Linked DNA regions of Danio rerio: region 1 is linked to region 2. The links are chromatin contacts, called in public HiCAR-type maps. All regions are on one chromosome and are shown on one strand. The core of a region is the stretch at or near the end of the contact, and the rest is flanking DNA. Distances in the headings are between cores, read along the strand shown.

Region 1 (4,052 bases), core at 208-2,707, 160 kb before region 2:
ACAGTAAATAATGTTTTACTAGATGTTTTTTCAGACACTTCTATACAGCTTAAAGTAACATTTAAAGGCGAATAATTTTTACCCTAAAATGGCTTCAAAAAAAAAAAAAAATGTATTTTTTCTAGCCAAAACAAAACATTTAAGACTTTCTCCAGAAGAAAAAAAACATTATCAGACACACTGTGATTTTTTTGCTCTACTGTTTGTGTTTTGAGTAAAATATTCACTTGTTTTTTTATTTTATTTTGTAATTTCAAAAAAGGAATATTATCATTTAGAAGAATATTTGGTAAAGCTGCGCACTCCAAATGAATAATAATACAATGAAATACAAAACTCTATAATTTAATCCCAAATATTTAGGCTATATTTTGAAATGTACAGATCTTAAAACCTTGTGGTTATAATTATTTAACACTTTACCTACCCCACCAAAAAAAAAAAAAAAAAAAAAAAAAATGTTTGTATTGCATATCTTAATCTTAATGTTGCTAGTCAACACACTCGATGCACTTTTTTTTCACCATACCATAATTTCTAAAATATCAACCCCAGTTTAGGGTAAGAGTACCGGGCTTAATATGTATACTATGAAAAATTTGAAAATATGAAGTCTAAGACTGATTTTTTTTTTTTAAATATCAATCTTTATTTTTTTAAGTATTCCATAAAATATTACAGATTCTCATTTAACATGCTTTTTTTTTTTTTTTTTTTTTTTTTTTTTACAATAAAACCAAAATCAAGTGTAGTAGTGCAACAGGATTATGTTGTTGTTATGTTGTTTTTTGTAAACCAAAAATGCTGTGTGTGTAAACCATTATTTACAACAGTTATTCTTTAAATGACTTAAAACTCACTATTTAAAACAGTAAAAACATGGTCAACCGTTTGGTATAGGGGCAGTCAGAGGGTAAATACTGTGCCGAAAAAGGCCTGTGAATCAAAAGGACTATAAAATAACCTTGTGTAAATAGTGCAAGCATCAAATTTCCACTAGATGGCGTTGTAATTTCACTCATAATCCTAAAAAACCAGGCTGGCAACAAAAGACAAAAAACTCACTTCTTTCCCACTATCGCCAACACCCGATTCACCCATACCAAAGTCAAGAGGTCATCATATGTTACCAATTTACCGGGACGATGAGCTCATAGGCACAGCTGTCACCTTTTCACAGCTGTACAGCCTTGTTTTGAGGAAAACAAATGAGAAACTGAACAACAAAACGCTGAGACAACAGAATTACTCACTTCTGTGTCTTTCCGAAAACGGCATTTTGCTCACGTGCAGTTAGCTCTACCCATTGCACTGTATGGAAGTGATTTATTCCTGTAAAAACATCATCCTAGAGAAAGCAATGTCATTATGGCAATACAAGAGCTTTTAATCACGAGCTCGCGGTGGTGTGTCGAGCCGTGAGGCCAATTTGTGAGAACAGAGTAAGTGTTTCATGGCTCCCCGAGTAAATGTGAACTCATTCGGCTAGAAAAGGGCACTCAAGAGCACTAAACAAACCATGGTGGTTTGGTATGTAAGGGACTTTAATATGAATGGCTGCAGTGAGGTATTTCAGTATAGAAAGCTTGCAATCTGTCAGTCAAGTGTTTTGTGTTGCATAGCTACAGTACAGAACTCTGAAAGGCTTTTCAAATAGCACTGCTGGACAGCAAAATGTGTTATGGTATTAAAGACATACAGTTATGAGGAAAAAATATTGACATATTAAAAACTTGAAAACACTGAAAATTTTGTCTGTATTTGGGTCATTATTAAAATAAAGTGCCTTGATGTACCACAAGATTGAATCAGTTCTTTATCAAAATAATTCAAAATAATGAAATTCTGATGTTTTAATATAATTGTTTAAACATTTACACACTTGCAGGTAGAATTATAAGTGTTATGAAATGTGTTTTTGCAAAAACACATCCAGTCAGAGAAAGAATAGTGCAAAAAATTGACAATGTCCCACACACTGCTCAGCCAACTTCAGTGAGACTAAGTAGGTAGATTAGATACAATTAAAAAGATTATTATCTTATTATCTTTAACAAGTAATTTGATAAAATAAGTCATTTTGATAACATTAGTAATCATTTTGCACGTGTGCTTGAAATTGCTGTCCACCTTGTCATGATGTAGTAAAGCCCCTTTAAGACACCCTCTGATGTACTCGTTGGCATCCCCATGCTCATTTTGCCTTTCTTCAGAGGTTAAAACATCTGATGTGCACACAGTAACTATCCACACTTAGCTTCCTATTTTTTCTCACATTGTGTTTGAAACTTAATGTTTTGAAGCTAAACATGTCCACCCGGTCATGGTTAAAGTATTTATTAATAATAATAATAATAATAATAATAATAAAAGAAACAGAAATTAAAAATACATTTACCTATGTGGTTAAATAAAAATAAAAATAAAAAGTTTGAGATTTTTTATGTCTCAAAGGCACTATATAGTGATAATGACCCATTTACTTAATTTATTAGTTATGAGTAGGCTCACACGGAATCTGCACGTGCAGAAATATGCAGATTTTTAGCCCATCATTGAGTCTATTTATTTACTTGTGTAAATTTATATTTATTCAGTTTTTAATTACTTTCACTAATATTGTTGTGATATAATAGAAATATTAAAATGTTCATATGATTTATTTACAATACAGTTTGTAGAGTGATATGTTCTGTCATTTAGTAAATATGTTATAGGAGAGACTTGCTTTGTTTACCAAATAAGTGGCTCTATATGAATTTGCATTGTAAACCTTAAATACAAGTTAAAAGTGTATTATGGCGACGCAGTGGCACAGTAGGTAGTGCTGTCGCCTAACAGCAAGAAGGTCACTGGTTCAAGCCTCAGCTGGCTCAGTTGGCATTTCTGTGTGGAGTTTGCATGTTCTCCCCACGTTTGCGTGGGTTTTTTCCGGGTGCTCTGGTTTCCCCCACAGTCCAAAGACATGTGGTACAGGTGAATTGGGTAGGCTAAATTGTCCGTAGTGTATGTGTGTGAATGAGAGTGTATGGATGTTTCCCAGAGATGGGTTGCAGCTGGAAGGGCATAAGCTGCGTATAACATATGCTGGATAAGTTGGCGGTTCGTTCCGCTGTGGCGACCAAAGATTAATAAAGGGACCAGCCCAAAAAGAAAATGTATGAAAATGTATTAAGTTTTTTTGTTTTGATGCTTCCAAAATCATTCCGCACATATCCACAAACTTTTTACTTTTTTCTCAGCAGAAATAGGAAAAAATGTCACAGATTCTGCCTGGCCCTAGTTATGGGTTTGATAAAATTTTTTTTACGATTTGTCATAACATTTATTCCAAATTTCAAGTAAGATATTGTCATTCCAATTAGTCAAAATAACAAATGTTTTATATGTTGTGATTGAAAATCAGGGTAAATCCACCCAGTATTAAGTTCCTAACTGAATCATTTGTATAACGTTATCGAAAAAAAATATATATATATATATAAACATGCCTGAAAACTTTTCTTATTTAAATAATAGAATGCTCTTGATAACCTTTTTGGTCCCACTTTATATTAAGTAGCCTCAACTACTATGCACTTCAAAAAAATAAATGTACTTATACGTGTAGGGTTAGGGACAGATTTAAGTGTGGGTTTAAGATGTGAGGGTCAACAGTATAATTAAAGACGTAATTAATTGCATGTATTTAATGAATCTAAGTGCAATGTAAAAACACATATTTACCCAGTAAGTACACTGTAAAAAATGATTAATTTGACTGTTATTATTTGACTTAATATTAAGTGGGATCACTTTTTATTTTAGGCTTAGAAGGAATGTCCTTAATAGTTTACAGTATAAAATAAATTTGACTAAAATAAGCATTTTCCAGTGATCTGGTCTTTTATTTTTATTTTCCATTGCTGTGTATATATATTACATCCAATAGACAATCTGTATTTATAAATTCTTGCACTGGTCTGTGAGGCATAACTATAGATAATATATATTTAGTACAAAAATGTATAAATGTTGTTTTTAACAGTGCATTGAATTGTTGTAGTTCTCTG
Region 2 (4,621 bases), core at 256-2,755:
ACACTCAAAGAACTGACATTTACTGTTTTTACAAGTTACTCATTTGTATTGAACTAAAACAACACAAATCTTGAGTTTGTTTGGCACAACTTAATTGTTTATTGTTCAATCCACTTACATTCATAAATAAGAATAAGTTAACTGAATTCCTTCAAGTTGTCTTAATACAAAATGATTGTGTGGAACCCAGCATTTTTTACAGTGAGGTCTATATATTTAATTTATTCATTTTCTTTTCGGCTTAGTCCCTTTATTAATCTAGGGTTGCCACAGCGGAATGAACCATCAAATTATATTTTACGCAGCGGATGCCCTTCCTGCTGCAACCCATCTCCGGGAAACATCCATACACACTCATTCACACTCATGTGAGGCGACAGCACTACTGCGCCACCGCGTCACCCCATCTTTCATTCATGTACAAATTATTATTTAACTTAATCTTTTGCCTTGTTTAGTTGTTTTTTTACACTAAATTTTGCAGATACTGATAGCTTGGTCTATGCTTGTTGATGGCCAATTAAAGAAGAGTTTGTTTTAATTATGAATGCTGGATATTTATAATACAAAACACACACAAAGTAAAATTAAATAAATGTAAAACATGGATTTTCCTTTCTTTTTATTATTAATTACACAACTAAACCTCTTATTTGTACAGGGAAAACCGCTGAATTAAACAAAAATAACAAAGCAATTCTTAGATGTCATGTTCATAATCTACTGTATTTTTAATCTCAACCATTCTACACTCAAAAAAATGAAGTTTGCTGTTTGTTCAAACTACTTATTAAAAATAAGCTAAAACAACACAATTCTTGAGTTTTTTTTTTGGACAACTTACTTGTTTTATGTTCAATTAACTTAAATGAGTAATAACTAATGAGCTGACAGTATGCCTTTATATTGATTGTGTGGAACCCAGCATGTTTTTACAGTGTAATAAGTAGAATTTATCACTCCACTATCTAGATAACAGTTTTAACCAATGTGCTTTGAACAATGTATGTGTGACAGTCCAGGAAACCACCATTAATTGCTAGTTTCACCAGCAATTCAACATACTTTGATAGTTAAACAGTCTAGAGTCTTATTAGTGGCTTTATACTGTACTATCAAACATGCTCATTCAATCACACAGCATGGACACACACATGCATCCATACATCATGTGGATTCACCCCATGCAGGTCCAGTACAAGGTATTTTATATTTAGAACAATGCATCAGAAAGCCAAGCTCTGCTCTCAGGAGGGAGCTGCAAAGGTCTTGCTCGTCTTCAGTTCTTCGCCTCAGGCAAGGAGAGCGCGGGGATATGAATCTTGTGAACAGGCACTTCCCTCAGTCACCATGTCTTTGAAGAATCTGATCCAGAAGTTTCTGTGGAGAAACAGGAGAGGAAACTTTTAGCAGAACTGCAACCATCCGAGCAGCCTCGTCTACAGAGCACACTCAGGTCAAGTGCTGGAGAAATGAGGGGGAAGTGACTGTGTAATCTACTGATTACCCAGAATTCTCCCCGCCTGTCCCCCTGGGTGGCGAATGTCCCCCGGGAGCAATGATAACCTGCTATCTGTGCTCCAACCACACATCATGCTATCATGCCGGCTTCCTGCTTGGAGGTATTCATTTTATTTTCTGCCTGGCTGTCTTGTCCTTGGCTATCTTTTTTATGCCGAGTTCAGTCAGTTGCTGCAGAATAACCTGCACATTTTGTGTAGATTAGAAATAGTTGAAAATGTTTTTTATGAAAAACAAACTTTTGTTATAAAATGGTGACATTTTATGTCCCTAAGAAATAGTTTGTCTGGTATATTCAAGCACATTCATTCTGTTTAAATGAAGTATATGAAGAACTGGTTTTATGTAAGTCAAAGTATTATATTAGATCAATGAACTAACCTCTTGGTATTAATTTACAATATACCAAGAACATTTTAGTATACAAAAATCAAGTAGAAACAAGTACAGAAATATTTTTGAATGCAGAAAATGAGATGTTAAGCAGATGAGTTATGGATTATTTTTCCATACAGTGACGATGTGATTGAAAAAACTGATTAGCAACTACTTTTGGGTTTTATTAAATAAAAGTTGTTGTCAGTTGAAATTAACATATAACTTGAATATTCTAAAGCGTTTAAAGCATTCATTTTCACAAGTGTTGTAGTTTATGTCCCTTTTACTTTGAATTCATTTGAGCGTAATAAAATGTTTCAAATTAGCCAATATTAAATGTTTTTGAAATATATAATAAAAAAGTAAAACTACTACAAAATAACAACTTAGATTAAAGAAACTCAATAAACCCATTTATAATTGCCAAGGCTGAATTTATTTGATTATTATTATTAGCATTATTTGCCATGATCAAAAATAAACTGGACCCAAGTGTTAGTGCATTCTTTCGTTTTCCTTTGGCTTAGTCCCTTTATTCAATAGGGGTTGCCTCAGTGGAATTAACTGCCAGCTTATCCAGCATATGTTTTACACAGCAGATGCCTTTCCAGCTGCAACCCAGTACTGGGAAACACCTATACACACTTATTCAACATGGTTAAATTAGTTTATTCAGTTCACCTATACCTCATGTGGGTGAAGCTGGAGCACCCAGAGGAAACCCATGCCAACACAGGGAGAACATGCAAACACCACACAGAAATGCCAACTGTCCCAGCTGAGACTCGAACCAGTGACCTTCTTGCTGTGAGGCGACAGTGCTAACCACTGAGCCACCATATTGTCCAGTATGAGGGCAAAAAAGTAAAAAACAATTAACCTCCTCCTTCCCTGCAGAGACAGGTCGTCAACATGACGTCATATTGACGTTGTACCCCAATGTAACCCAACGTGGTGGGGAGGTTGGATTTTGTTTGGAAATGAAAATCGGGTTGACATCCGAACCCAACTTCGAGCGACCTCAATGTCCAATGTCCAACCTAAAATCCACCTAAAATCAACCAAATATCAACGTCTACTCATGTTACACCTTGACGTTGTGTGGACATTACCACTATGACATCGATCAGACGTTGGATTTTGGTGACTTTCCAACACAACCTAAAATCAACCAAATATCAACGTAATTTGATGTAATTATTGGACATGAAAATAACGTCCTTAGACGCTGGCTAGACATTGAATTTTGGTCACCTGAAGTCATAAATCTAAATTAATATTGATGTCTTATGATGTTGTGTGCCTGCTGGATCAGAGTCTAGTGATGCAGCTGGACAAAAGTGGTGCAGACAATAGTCCAAAAGATCAGGAAATATGCAGAGAAAACAGAATCCAGATAAACAAGCCCATCTAAAGATGAACTGAATGCAGGTAGTCCAGACGGCAGACAGACAAGGACATGAACAACAATGAACTGATAACAAACCACTGCAACACCGTCTAGATAAGCAGAGGAACAAGCTACAGCTGTGTGCGCTGATGAGCAAGTCAGCTGATCGTAAGCATACTGACAGTTCCAATGAAAACACAGAGACACGCACTAAAAACTGTAATATTGTGGATTTGTGTTAATCATTTGTGTAAATCTGAATCTGAATCAGCAGCCATTACCATTGATTATTATTTATTGTTATATACAATCCTTTAGAAATAATGACAGTATTCTTTTTATCATCAATGTTAAAATCAGGGCTGCTTTGAGTAAACCCTCATTTCTTTTCATCATTCTTTGATGAACAGAAAGTTCACAAGTTCATTATTCCTCCGAAATAGAAATAGTTTGTACTATTTACAGTCACTTGATTAACCTAATACAGTCTTTTTGAAGTATTAAACAATCAAATAAGAAGGCTTAAATAACACATATTGCTGCACTGTAAAACCCAACAGTCAACTTTATTAAATGAAATGAGTGCAGTTAACTCAAAATTTACTGAAGGATAATTCTCCTCATTTGAAAAGAGTTTTGAACTCAGTGTTGAAGGTAATGAGTTAATTAAATACCTCATTACTTCAACTGAAATGGAGTAAGTTCACAGTACTCATATAGATTAGTTCTTTTTACTCAAATGGTTTGTAGCAATCGGTTTCCTCAAACGGTTTGAGTTGTCTTAACTTATTGAATTTTACAGCACTCAGTTGGCTTGAGTTTTCTTCATTTATTGCGTTTTACTGTGTTCAAATAGCTTTTTTACTCAAATGGTTCACAGTACTTTGGATTATTTTTTGAACTCGAATGGTTTGTGCAATCGGTTTCCTCAAATGGTTTGAGTTACCTTAACTTTTTGGAATTTACAGTGTGTTGAATTAGTATTTAAACTTATGGTAAAATAATTTTTAAAAATATTTATTTTTAATCTAATTGAAGAGAAGACATTTATATATATATATATAGATTGATAGATTGATAGATAGATAGATAGATAGATAGATAGATAGATAGATAGATAGATAGATAGATAGATAGATAGATAGATAGATGATAGATAGATAGATAGATAGATAGATAGATAGATAGATAGATAGATAGATAGATAGATAGATAGATAGATAGATAGATAGATAGATAGATAGATAGATAGATAGATAGATAGATAGATAGAAAAAGATAGATTTAGAATACTTGACAAGAGGCACAAAAAAAAAAAACTACTTGCATAAA

The links. HiCAR-type assays count read pairs that join an accessible place to other places.
Region 1: a HiCAR-type map of caudal fin shows a contact between it and region 2, with 9 times the contacts expected there. The contact joins two enhancer-like sites. A contact is called at or near these places in 4 of 18 Hi-C or Micro-C datasets (caudal fin, embryo and hematopoietic stem cells) and 1 of 4 datasets of contacts at active chromatin or transcription factors (caudal fin).

Annotation. Positions count from the first base shown.
Region 1 is chr17:34,032,131-34,036,182 of GRCz12tu, reverse strand. All of the region lies in intron 20 of adam12b (ADAM metallopeptidase domain 12b), which reads right to left. The region is part of intron 2 of LOC141378615 (a long non-coding RNA gene); the gene reads left to right. Among named protein-coding and RNA genes, the nearest start is that of dhx32b, 13 kb to the left of the region's middle. Within about 2 kb of position 1,457, at least 6 of the 62 cell types and tissues checked have an H3K27ac peak or open chromatin away from gene starts, as enhancers often do.
Region 2 is chr17:33,867,220-33,871,840 of GRCz12tu, reverse strand. No RefSeq gene overlaps it. Among named protein-coding and RNA genes, the nearest start is that of adam12b, 11 kb to the left of the region's middle. Within about 2 kb of position 1,505, at least 7 of the 62 cell types and tissues checked have an H3K27ac peak or open chromatin away from gene starts, as enhancers often do.